Regions from separate parts of the Pan troglodytes genome. Here region 2 is linked to region 1. A link is a contact called in public HiChIP or PLAC-seq data. All regions are on one chromosome and are shown on one strand. Each heading gives the region's core, a stretch centred on a gene start, on an enhancer-like site or on the middle of the called end of the contact. The rest is flanking DNA. Distances are from core to core; before and after follow the strand shown. Region 1 holds the start of RNF25 (ring finger protein 25). Region 2 holds the start of WNT6 (Wnt family member 6).

Region 1 (4,531 bases), core at 1,323-3,822:
AGAAGGAAAGAGGGAAGGAGGGAGGTAATAGAGTACTCTGGATGTATTTATGACCTGGCTGTCTGGTTGATCTAGATTAGCCTGTTGAGGTTAGGATCCATGGTTCTGATGTAAATCAAGGGACACACATGCTTAAGCATAGAAACAGCAGTTGTAATGAAATTGAAGTTGAGTGATCAGTTTGTGTCTACAGCTCTACCAAGTGATACATGGAAAAATGCACACTTTGCTTTCTCACACTGCTCCCTCTTCATTCTAAGAGTAAGGCTGCCCCAGCACGACCTATGTCAGTGTTGTTAAGTCTTAGGCAGAAACTTCAAAATATAAAATATAAAGCTTTACACCTCACCGATAACAGTGTAGTTCTGGCTGACATGGGAGTGGGAGTCTCACAGTACTACAGGCTGCTGCACTCATTGTTGCTGTCTCCATGGCTCAAGGTGTCTCCCCTGAATCTTAAAAGTTCCCCTGAACAGGTGAACTATAAGTTATCCCAGCGCTTTGGGAGGCTGAGGTGGGAGGATCACTTGAGGCCAGGAGTTCGAGACCAGCCTGGGCAACAAAGCGAGACACTATCTCTACAAAAAATAAAAAATTAGATGGACACGGTGGTCCCAGATACTTGGGAGACTGAGGCAGAAGAATCACGGGAGCCCAGGAGGTCGAGGCTGTAGTGAGCCATGATCTTGCCACTGTACTCCAGCCTGGGTGACAAAGTAAGACTCTGTCTCTTAAAAAAAAAAAAAAAAAAAAAGAAGTTTCCCTGAACACTTTGAAAACCAGTAGTCTAGATAGTCTTAATAATGGCCAGTACTAGCTGGGCTCCCTGAACCAATGTAACACTGAGGTGTAGCCTCAGTCAAGTGGCCCTTCAATACTTCGCCCACCCTAGTTATATGGGTCCTGGATGGGATGGTGGTAAGGTGGTGATAACAAAATGGGGGATGGGGGCCGGGCGCGGTGGCTCAGGCCTGTAATCCCAGCACTTTGGGAGGCCGAGGCGGGTGGATCATGAAGTCAGGCGATAGAGACCATCCTGGCTAACAGGGTGAAACCCTGTCTCTACTAAAAATCACAAAAGATTAGCTGGGTGTGGTGGCGGGCGCCTGTAGTCCCAGCTACTCAGGAGGCTGAGGCAGGAGAATGGCGTGAACCCGGGAGGCGGAGCTTGCAGTGAACCGAGATTGCGCCACTGCACTCCAGCCTGGGCGACAGAGCAAGACTCCGTCTCAAAAAAAAAAAAAAAAAAAAAAAAAAAAAAAAAAAAAAAAAAAAAAAATTGGGGGAGTGGGGACTGAAGAATGTCCTAGTGCAAAGAATCTAAGGTGTGGAGTCAGACAGATATGGATTTCTAGTCATAATTTTCTATCTTTTGGCAAATCACTTTACTTCTTTGGGGCTCATCTAGTCTTCCCAGGTGCCTGCACCTCAGTTATTAATGAAAAGGAGGCCGGGTGTGGTGGCTCACGCCTGTAATTCCAGCACCTTGGGAGGCTGAGGTGGGAGGATCACTTGAACCCAGGGGTTCAAGACCAGTCTGGCCAACATGGCAAAACTCCGTCTCTACAAAAAATACAAAAATTAGCCAGGCATGGTGGCACACACCTGTAGTCTCAGCTACTCGGAAGGCTGAGGCAGAAGGATCACCTGAGCCTGGGGAGGTCGAGGCTGCAGTGAGCCGTAATCGCACCACCGCACTCTAGCGTGGGCGAGAGTGAGACTCTGTCTCAAAAAACAAAACAAAACAAAACAAAAAACAGACAAGTATATTACAAATCCGTCGTGATCCTCTCAACTATTCTGAGGTAGGTGCCACACCCACTTTTTTTTTTACAGCTGAGGACACTGACTCACAGAAGCTAGATGGCCTGTTCAGCATCACACAGCTAATAAAATGTGGAGTTAACCCACATTGATCCTACTTCCAAATCCCAGAGTCCTTCCATGTTCTAGTCTTTAGTTAAGAATGCTTGAGAGAAGGACTAGAGGGACTTTATGTGAAGTGTAAAGCTTTATTCATACAATAGTCCTCACTAGTGCTGTGTGAGAGAGAGAAGGCTGAGGAAAGCGTCGGCGGAAAAAGGCTGATCCAAGGGGAAAGGGGGGCCGGAACTGGAAGGCACTGGTTCTGAGAGGAGAAAGGGAGATGGGGAGGTCTGATGGGCAGGCATCCCCCAAAGCCCCTGAGAAAATTCATTTGAGGAGGAGAGAAAGGGATGGCGTGAAGTTGGAGGAAAAGGGATCGAACCGGATACGGCGAGGCCTGAACTGGCCTGGCGGGCGCAGACCCGGTGTCCTCTCACTCAGATCAGCGCCCCTCCACCCTCCCGTTCCCCAGTCCAGCTCTCCCAGAGATGTCAGCATCTCTGCCATCCCTCATCCCTCGCTCCACCCCACACGCCCGCCGTACGGACCGTCTGCGACAGCTGCTAGGCCTCTGGACTAGATCCAGGCTGTCAGCCAAAGCCCATGCCCCCAAAGTTACCAGTCCTCCTCCCCTGCAGCCGCAGACGCAGACGCCGCCATATCTTCACCGGCCCGCAGCCGGAACCGGAAATGCCCTTAGGGAAGTCGGAGGCGGAAAACTAAGAGGGGTGGGCAGCTAGCGTCGTTTCTAGGCAACCGCAGACTCCGGGTCCTTAGCCGGGCCTAATGGCCCTGAGGCAGTTCGGTTGTGTCCCAGGAAGTGCCCATGTGTGGTCCGCCGTCCCTTCCACACCTCTGAGCGCCTTTGTCCTCTGAACTTCTCACCAGTTCTAGCGAGTAAAATTGTAAGAAAGGGAGCCGAAAGAGACCGGCGGGAGAGGCGGGTGGAGAAGAATTATAAGTCAGGCAACGTATGCAGGCAGCCAGAAGAGATGGGGCTCAACGCCAGGGAATCCGTCCCTTGGCCTGAGGAGCTTGGAGCTCCTAGGCTGGGGGTGAGAGAGGGGCTCTGGCCTGCGAAGCGCATGGGCCAGGGGGTCTGAGAGCGGGTGCTGAGGAGTCTGGGAGTGGCAGAAACTTGGGGGAGACTCAAAGGAGCAGGGTTGGTTGGGCGAGGCTAGGTTGAAAGAGTAGGGTCGAGTGAGCCAGGCTGGGTGAGGCAGAAGGGGAACCAGGTGTTAGTTGGGCATGGGGCCGGGTTGGGGACAGGAGGATGAAAGTGGGGAGGAACTACAAAGAGAAGCTCTGTTTGTTCCAAGATCGCATCATCTTTGCATCCATTCCACCCTCCTATGTTTTTTGAGGCTTTATTGTGAAAAAGAGGAAAAGGCAAGGTGGCTAACATTTTTCCTTTCCCGTGCCCCAACTAGGCGTCCCAGATGTTGTGGAACTGTCCCTGGATCTATAGCTCTTCACCGTCTCTACTTTCTTCTAAGAGATCCTGAAACCTCTGTCATGGAAAAGTACCACGTGTTGGAGATGATTGGAGAAGGCTCTTTTGGGAGGGTGTACAAGGGTCGAAGAAAATACAGTGCTCAGGTGTTGCACAAAGAGGGATACCTTTTGGGTGGGATTTGGTACCCCCAACTCCAGTGGAAAATGGATCTAGAAGGAATGTATTTATACCAGTTTGTATTCCTAAGGTACTGACTCCCTCATACTTCTTATGGAGTATAAGCTTTGAAGTTGGATTATTTGGGTGCAAACTCCATCTCCACCGCTTTCTAGCCCTAGAATTATGGACAAATTACTTAACTTCCCTATGTCTCAATTTCCTTATCTCTAGAATGGGGATAAGAACAGCAACTGATTGATGGAGTTTGAGGATTAAATATGTTGTCACATTAAATCACTTAGTACAGTGCCTGGCTGTTAGTAAACAACAAATATTATTAGTCTCTAGCACACCATGTAATAAGAGGTAAACCACTTGAACTCTATTATTTCCTCTTCATTTTTTTTTTCCTTTCCTTTCTCCTAAATCTCATCTTGAGTGCTGGTCAAATCAGAACACTTCTTCCAGAAGGGGAAATGTTTTGCAGATGCTGTTTCCTCCTGGGATGAGGAATGGGGAAAGCCTGGATAAGGCCAGGGTACCATGGAGAAAATGGAAGCGGGAGACTAACAGAAATAATAAGAGTTACTCAAACACTCTAAAATCTGACTTCTGGAGCTCTGAGATTAAGGCTGAAATTCTAGCTCTTTTCAGTAGTGTGATTAGGCGTTAACTTTTCACCTTACCACGACAGGTCGTGGCCCTGAAGTTCATCCCAAAATTGGGGCGCTCAGAGAAGGAGCTGAGGAATTTGCAACGAGAGATTGAAATAATGCGGGGTCTGCGGCATCCCAACATTGTGCATATGCTTGACAGCTTTGAAACTGATAAAGAGGTGTGCTTTGACAGTTTTGGGCCCTGTCTCCCCAAGCACAAGGGTTCCAGGAATTTCCCAACCTCAGAATGCATGAATCTGGAGCCATCAGTGCCACTGCCTTCTCTCTGTAGGTGGTGGTGGTGACAGACTATGCTGAGGGAGAGCTCTTTCAGATCCTAGAAGATGACGGAAAACTTCCTGAAGACCAGGTATGCTTTCTGCCTTCAACTTCT
Region 2 (4,906 bases), core at 2,325-4,824, 190 kb after region 1:
CCTCTCTGAAGGAATAGGAGTTCCTGGGGACAGAGAGAGGGAAGGACAGATAGGAGTTCTGGGGACAGAAGGAGGGAAGTAGGGAGGGAAAGAGGGAGGTTCTTGGGAGGGGAAGGGTCACAGGCCCAAATTCCTAGGCTCCTGCAGCCTTAGCCATTCCGAGAAACGACAGAGAAAGTGATTTAGAGACAGACACAAATAGAGACCGAATTATGAACATGGGAGAGATGTAAAAAGGCACAGAAAGACAGTGAGAGAGAATCCGCCAGAGACAGAGGGCTTTGCTTTCGCCCGCAGCGATTCTGATGTTATCTATTTCCAGCTGCCTCTCCCCCACCACTCCACTGCCCCCACTCTGCCCCTCCTTCCTCCTCAACCTCAAGTCTCTCCTTCCCTGTCTCTCTTTTGCACAGGGCCTAGACATAGTATGAGTGGGTTCCCAGGATTTAAGGCGGAGCGATGAAGGAAGGTGGGGTGGGCAGGGCCTAGAGGATAGGGAGGGGGGTCAGACTGTCACCTCCCCATTCAGGCCACCCATTTCCGGGCTGCTGTCTTCCCACTCCAGTCTCTTGTGAATGTTCTTCTGCATGCATATCTCTGCAGAGGTGATGTGTGTGTGTGTGTGTGTGTGTGTGTGTGTGTGTGTGTGAAGTGTTTCAGCCTGAGCCAGCCCATCTGTGTGTCCATCCATACCTGTGGGTAAAAAATCACAGCACCGTCTGGGGGAGGGAAGATGTCCTGTGGTTTCTGTGGGGTTATCTGGAGGCCTGTGCCCAGTGATTGGTGTGTGTGAGGGGGCATGTATGTCATATATCTTGATCTATCTTTGTGCACCATGGTCTGTTACCTCCTGCCACCCCCTCTCCAGCTCCTGCTCCTTTGTCTTTTAAGGTGATAGTGGTGGGTTGAAGGCTCAGGAACATCTGAATTCATCTCTTTGGAGGTTTGGGGGCAAAACAACAGAAGTCATCGCTCTGGCTCTGCCCAGATGCCAGCCAGCCCCTTGATGGGGATGCGGAGAGGGCAAAGGAGAGTGAGCAAAAGGGTGCTGTTGGGGCAGAAGCCCTAGGAATTGGGACTCCAGGAGTCCTGCCTGTCACAGATTCCAGCCCACCTCCCCCCCACCCCCCAACCCTATAATGCTCTGCAGGCACTACTGGGCCAACTGATTCTGGAATGGGACTGAGTGCAGGAGGGACAAGGGCTTGGGGAGTCCAGAGATGGCAAAAGATTCTGCAAGATCTGGCTAGAGTGAGTGCTGCAGGAGGGGTGGGGCCAGCTGTGTATGTTTGTAGGAAAGGTGGGGGGTGGGGGCAGAAAGGCCGCCTGCGGGGGAGAAGGCTTCTTGGCAAACGCCCCAGTTTCCTGAGCTGATCCCTGCTCCCTGCCACTGCTCCCAAATCTGTTGTTTCAATAACATCATTTTTATCCACCCCACAGAGAGACTGTGTCTTAGGAAGGAGAGGCGAGGGGCAGGGCTAGGGCATGGGGGAGGGGTGGTAATGGAGAGAGGCTGGGTCTGGAGGCAGCAGGGACTAGATTTGGGGCGCTCCCCCCTCAGGCAGAGGCAGGGCGGTCTCAGAGCCCAGGTCCCCTGATGACAAAGACAAATACATTAAAATTCTTGCCTCGGAGAAGAATGCAGGATAGGGAGAGCATTTCATAATCTGCAATAACAGTAGCAGGGTGGGAGCAGGGCTGGGCAGGGGGTTCGGAACCCAGACAGTGGCTCCCAGGAGGCTGGCCACTGGCCACCTGCAGCCTCCAGGGACCCCCAGAGCCCTCTAGCTGCCTATTTGGTACCACATGGCTGGAGTGTGCACCCAAACTGGGTATGTCTTTGAATGTGTAGTGTCCAGAGTTGGCATTGACCTTTAGGAACTGTCCAGATTGGCATTGCCCCGTAGAAACAGCAGCTGTGTGCAAAGTTACTAGGTGCAGGGGATGTGCGTGGCATTTGGATACTGTTAAAGGCTAAAATGGGAGAGGGCAGTGCTTAGACCAGAACCTCTCTCTATGACTCTTGCCACTGCCCCCTGCCCCCTTCCCCTTCTTTAGTGTGTCCTAGCCCTTTCACCAGAACTCTCTGTATCCAGTGCAAGGGATTGAGCTGATGCAGCCTGGACACCAGGGCCCTGACATCGAGCTTGCTTGCCGGCAAGTCCACACTTCTCCAGTTCTCTCACCTCTGTCTGCTCATTCCTTCCCCCATCAGCCTCCTCCCCTGGGGTCACGTCCCTTGGCCCCTTGGCCTCATCTTGATCTACTTGTCCCCCCTCTCTGGGTGACTCAGGATCTTGTCTTCTCTCTCTGCTCACCAAGGTTGTTTGGAAGTGACCTCAGTCATCACTCTCTTGGAAGTGACCTCAGTCCCCACATTCAGGTCCCCCTCTCTCCCAACAACCAGGAGCTTTCTTCTGGGCGCCTGACGTTTCTGCCATAGGGACTCGATCTGTCCTCCCTACTCCAGGACAGCTTTAAAGGTTGATGGTTGCTCTTGATGGTATGGAAGGGAGAATGTCCCACACCACCTGTCCCTTGGCACCCCGGGGCACGTCGGGGACGGGAGGGGCAGGGGCTGCTGCCCACTGCCAGCCGAATGGCATGATGAATGGAGCTGTCCCTCTTCCCCACGGAGCCTTTGATCTCCCCCTCGTGGGGAGGGGGCCAGGGGCATCAAAGACATTTTTGTGGCATTAGAAAATCTGATAAACGCCATCTCACCTGCAGCTGGCTCTCCCACCCCTTCTACCCGGGCCAGGTTGGGGGAGGAACTCGAGGCAGGGACTCTTGGACACGCGAGGCCGGGCTAAAGCGAATTCTGACCCCTCGATCTCTTGAAAGTCTGCGACCTCCATTCTCCCGCTCGCTTACAAGTGCCAGCGCTTGCGCGCACGTCCTAGAGCGGCTACTCTTGCCCTCTCATTTCCCCCACCTCCCCGCCCTAGAACGCGGGCTTGAGAGGTGGAATGGCTGGGGGAGCGAGAGCGGAGGCCCAGGGCTTCCTCCCTTCTTCAAGGAGAGGCTGACGAAGGGGCATGAGGCATCGAACAGGGACACGGAAAGAGATGACCCCTCCAGCATCCGCCTGTCGGGCGGTCCAGTTTGACAACCCTCGCTGGAGCACCCCGCGCCCCAGGCCAACTTCCTCTCTTGCCTCCGCGCCAGCATCTCCCTCCGCACCGCCCCCCGCCCCAAACTCCCTCATTCCTGGGAAGTTTTCTCTCTTTACAGTCAACAAACCTGTCAAACGTCTCCCTTCCAGCCCGTCCCCCATTCCTCAGCTCCTCTTTCTCCCCCCTCACCCCTCTCTACTCTTCTTCCCCGCCCTTCCTTGCCCCCGACTCCAGGCGGCCACGAGCGGCGGGGGGCTCCAAGTCCGGGAGAGGCGAGGCGAGGGGGCGAAGCGGGCGGGTCCCACAGCCCGAAGCGCGCTGGGGCCCCGCCCCGGCACCCCGCTCCCGCCCTCCGCTGCGCTCCGCGCCAGCCGCCCCGGGGCGCACGGCTCGCTCCCGAGAGTCCCGCTGCCTGACTGTCGCAACTGCCACCTCCCTCCGGCCCCCTGCCCCCCGCCCCCGCCTCGGCCCCGCTCCCCTCCCACCTCCGCCCCCGGCTCTGATTTCTTCTCCCGAGCGAGCTCCGCAGGAGACACAGGCGCTGGCTGCCCCGTCCGCTCTCCGCCTCCGCCGCGCCCTTCTCGCCCGGGATGGGCCCCCCCGCCGCCGCCGGATCCCTCGCCTCCCGGCCGCCGCCGTTGCGCTCGCCGCGCTCGCACTGAAGCCCGGGCCCTCGCGCGCCGCGGTTCGCCCCGCAGCCTCGCCCCCTGCCCACCCGGGCGGCCGTAGGGCGGTCACGATGCTGCCGCCCGCACCCTCCCGCCTCGGGCTGCTGCTGCTGCTGCTCCTGTGCCCGGCGCACGTCGGCGGACTGTGGTGGTGAGTCCGGCTGTCCTAGCGCGGCTCTGGACGCTGGAGGGTGGGGACCCCGGGGCCCAGGACAGATTGGGGTGTTCCGCAGCCTCCCGGCTCTACCTGCTCTCCGAGCCCAACTTTCTGGCCTCGGCCGGGGGCGTTTCTGAACTCCACTTCGACGTTCCTAACCCCCGGGAACATTCTATTGTGTTTTCCTCCTCCCGGGTTCTCTCCCACCCCCCGCCAAGTTATGCGCTCACCCAGCTCACCAAGGAACAGGCGAGTGGGTAGGAAAGATCTTTCGGGAAGACACATATCCGAGGAAAAGAATGTGTGAGGAGGGCCCTGGATTCAGGGTATGGGGCTGGATTTGGAGAAGACAGGAACAAGGTGGGAAGCCACAAGGCAGAGAGGGCCACACAGCTGCCCCTTCCCCGCCCTGCTTTGCCTGCCAACCCACCGGCTTCTCTCTGGGCTCCTGAGGAGTGGGCCTTAGTGACGAGAGAGGGAATATAAAGGGGAAAGTGAGTCAGGACCCTGGTTTTCTCTACCTCGTCCTCCCCAAGCAAGGAAAAGGAGGAGCGGAAGGAACCGGACCCAGGCGCCCGGCCCTTCCAGACGTGGGGGTCATGAATGAAAAAATATGTGCAGCCCGGGAGATACGGGACCGGGAGGGGTCCTGCGGGAAGGGAGAGGGGCCTGGCCAGCCAAGGGAAGGGGGCGTCTTCCCAGGCTTGGCCCTAGCTAGAAGGGACACCTAGGCAGCGAAGGTTGCGGGAGCTTCGAGCCTTGGGGGTGGGGGTGGGGCCGGGGCGGGGAAGGAGGGTGCCCGACCGGGACGGCTCAGAGATCCAGATCCAGAGGACTTTTTTCCCCCTAGGTCTCCAGAGCCGCAAACCCTCGCCCGGAATAGCTCAGTGTTTAGAGAGGAGAGACTTGGACAATAACGCTGACGGGTTAGCCAATCCTAAGAAGGCAGGGTCGTGTCTATTTGC

The links. HiChIP or PLAC-seq counts read pairs in DNA pulled down with a chosen protein or histone mark.
Region 2: a contact with region 1 is called in an H3K4me3 HiChIP or PLAC-seq map of stem cell-derived excitatory neurons, with 2.7 times the contacts expected there. The contact joins the promoter of WNT6 here to the promoter of RNF25 in region 1. A contact is called at or near these places in 1 of 7 Hi-C or Micro-C datasets (stem cell-derived neural progenitor cells) and 1 of 1 datasets of contacts at active chromatin or transcription factors (stem cell-derived excitatory neurons).

Annotation. Positions count from the first base shown.
Region 1 is chr13:120,928,387-120,932,917 of NHGRI_mPanTro3-v2.0_pri, forward strand. RNF25 (ring finger protein 25) reads right to left here and starts at 2,573. Exons shown (of 10, transcript XM_009444315.3): 1 at 2,486-2,573. The coding sequence starts at 2,526. It overlaps STK36 (serine/threonine kinase 36), which reads left to right and starts at 2,571. Exons shown (of 27, transcript XM_016950505.3): 1 at 2,571-2,771; 2 at 3,297-3,465; 3 at 4,176-4,316; 4 at 4,430-4,507. The coding sequence starts at 3,382.
Region 2 is chr13:121,117,252-121,122,157 of NHGRI_mPanTro3-v2.0_pri, forward strand. It overlaps WNT6 (Wnt family member 6), which reads left to right and starts at 3,575. Exons shown (of 4, transcript XM_016950531.4): 1 at 3,575-3,935. The coding sequence starts at 3,856.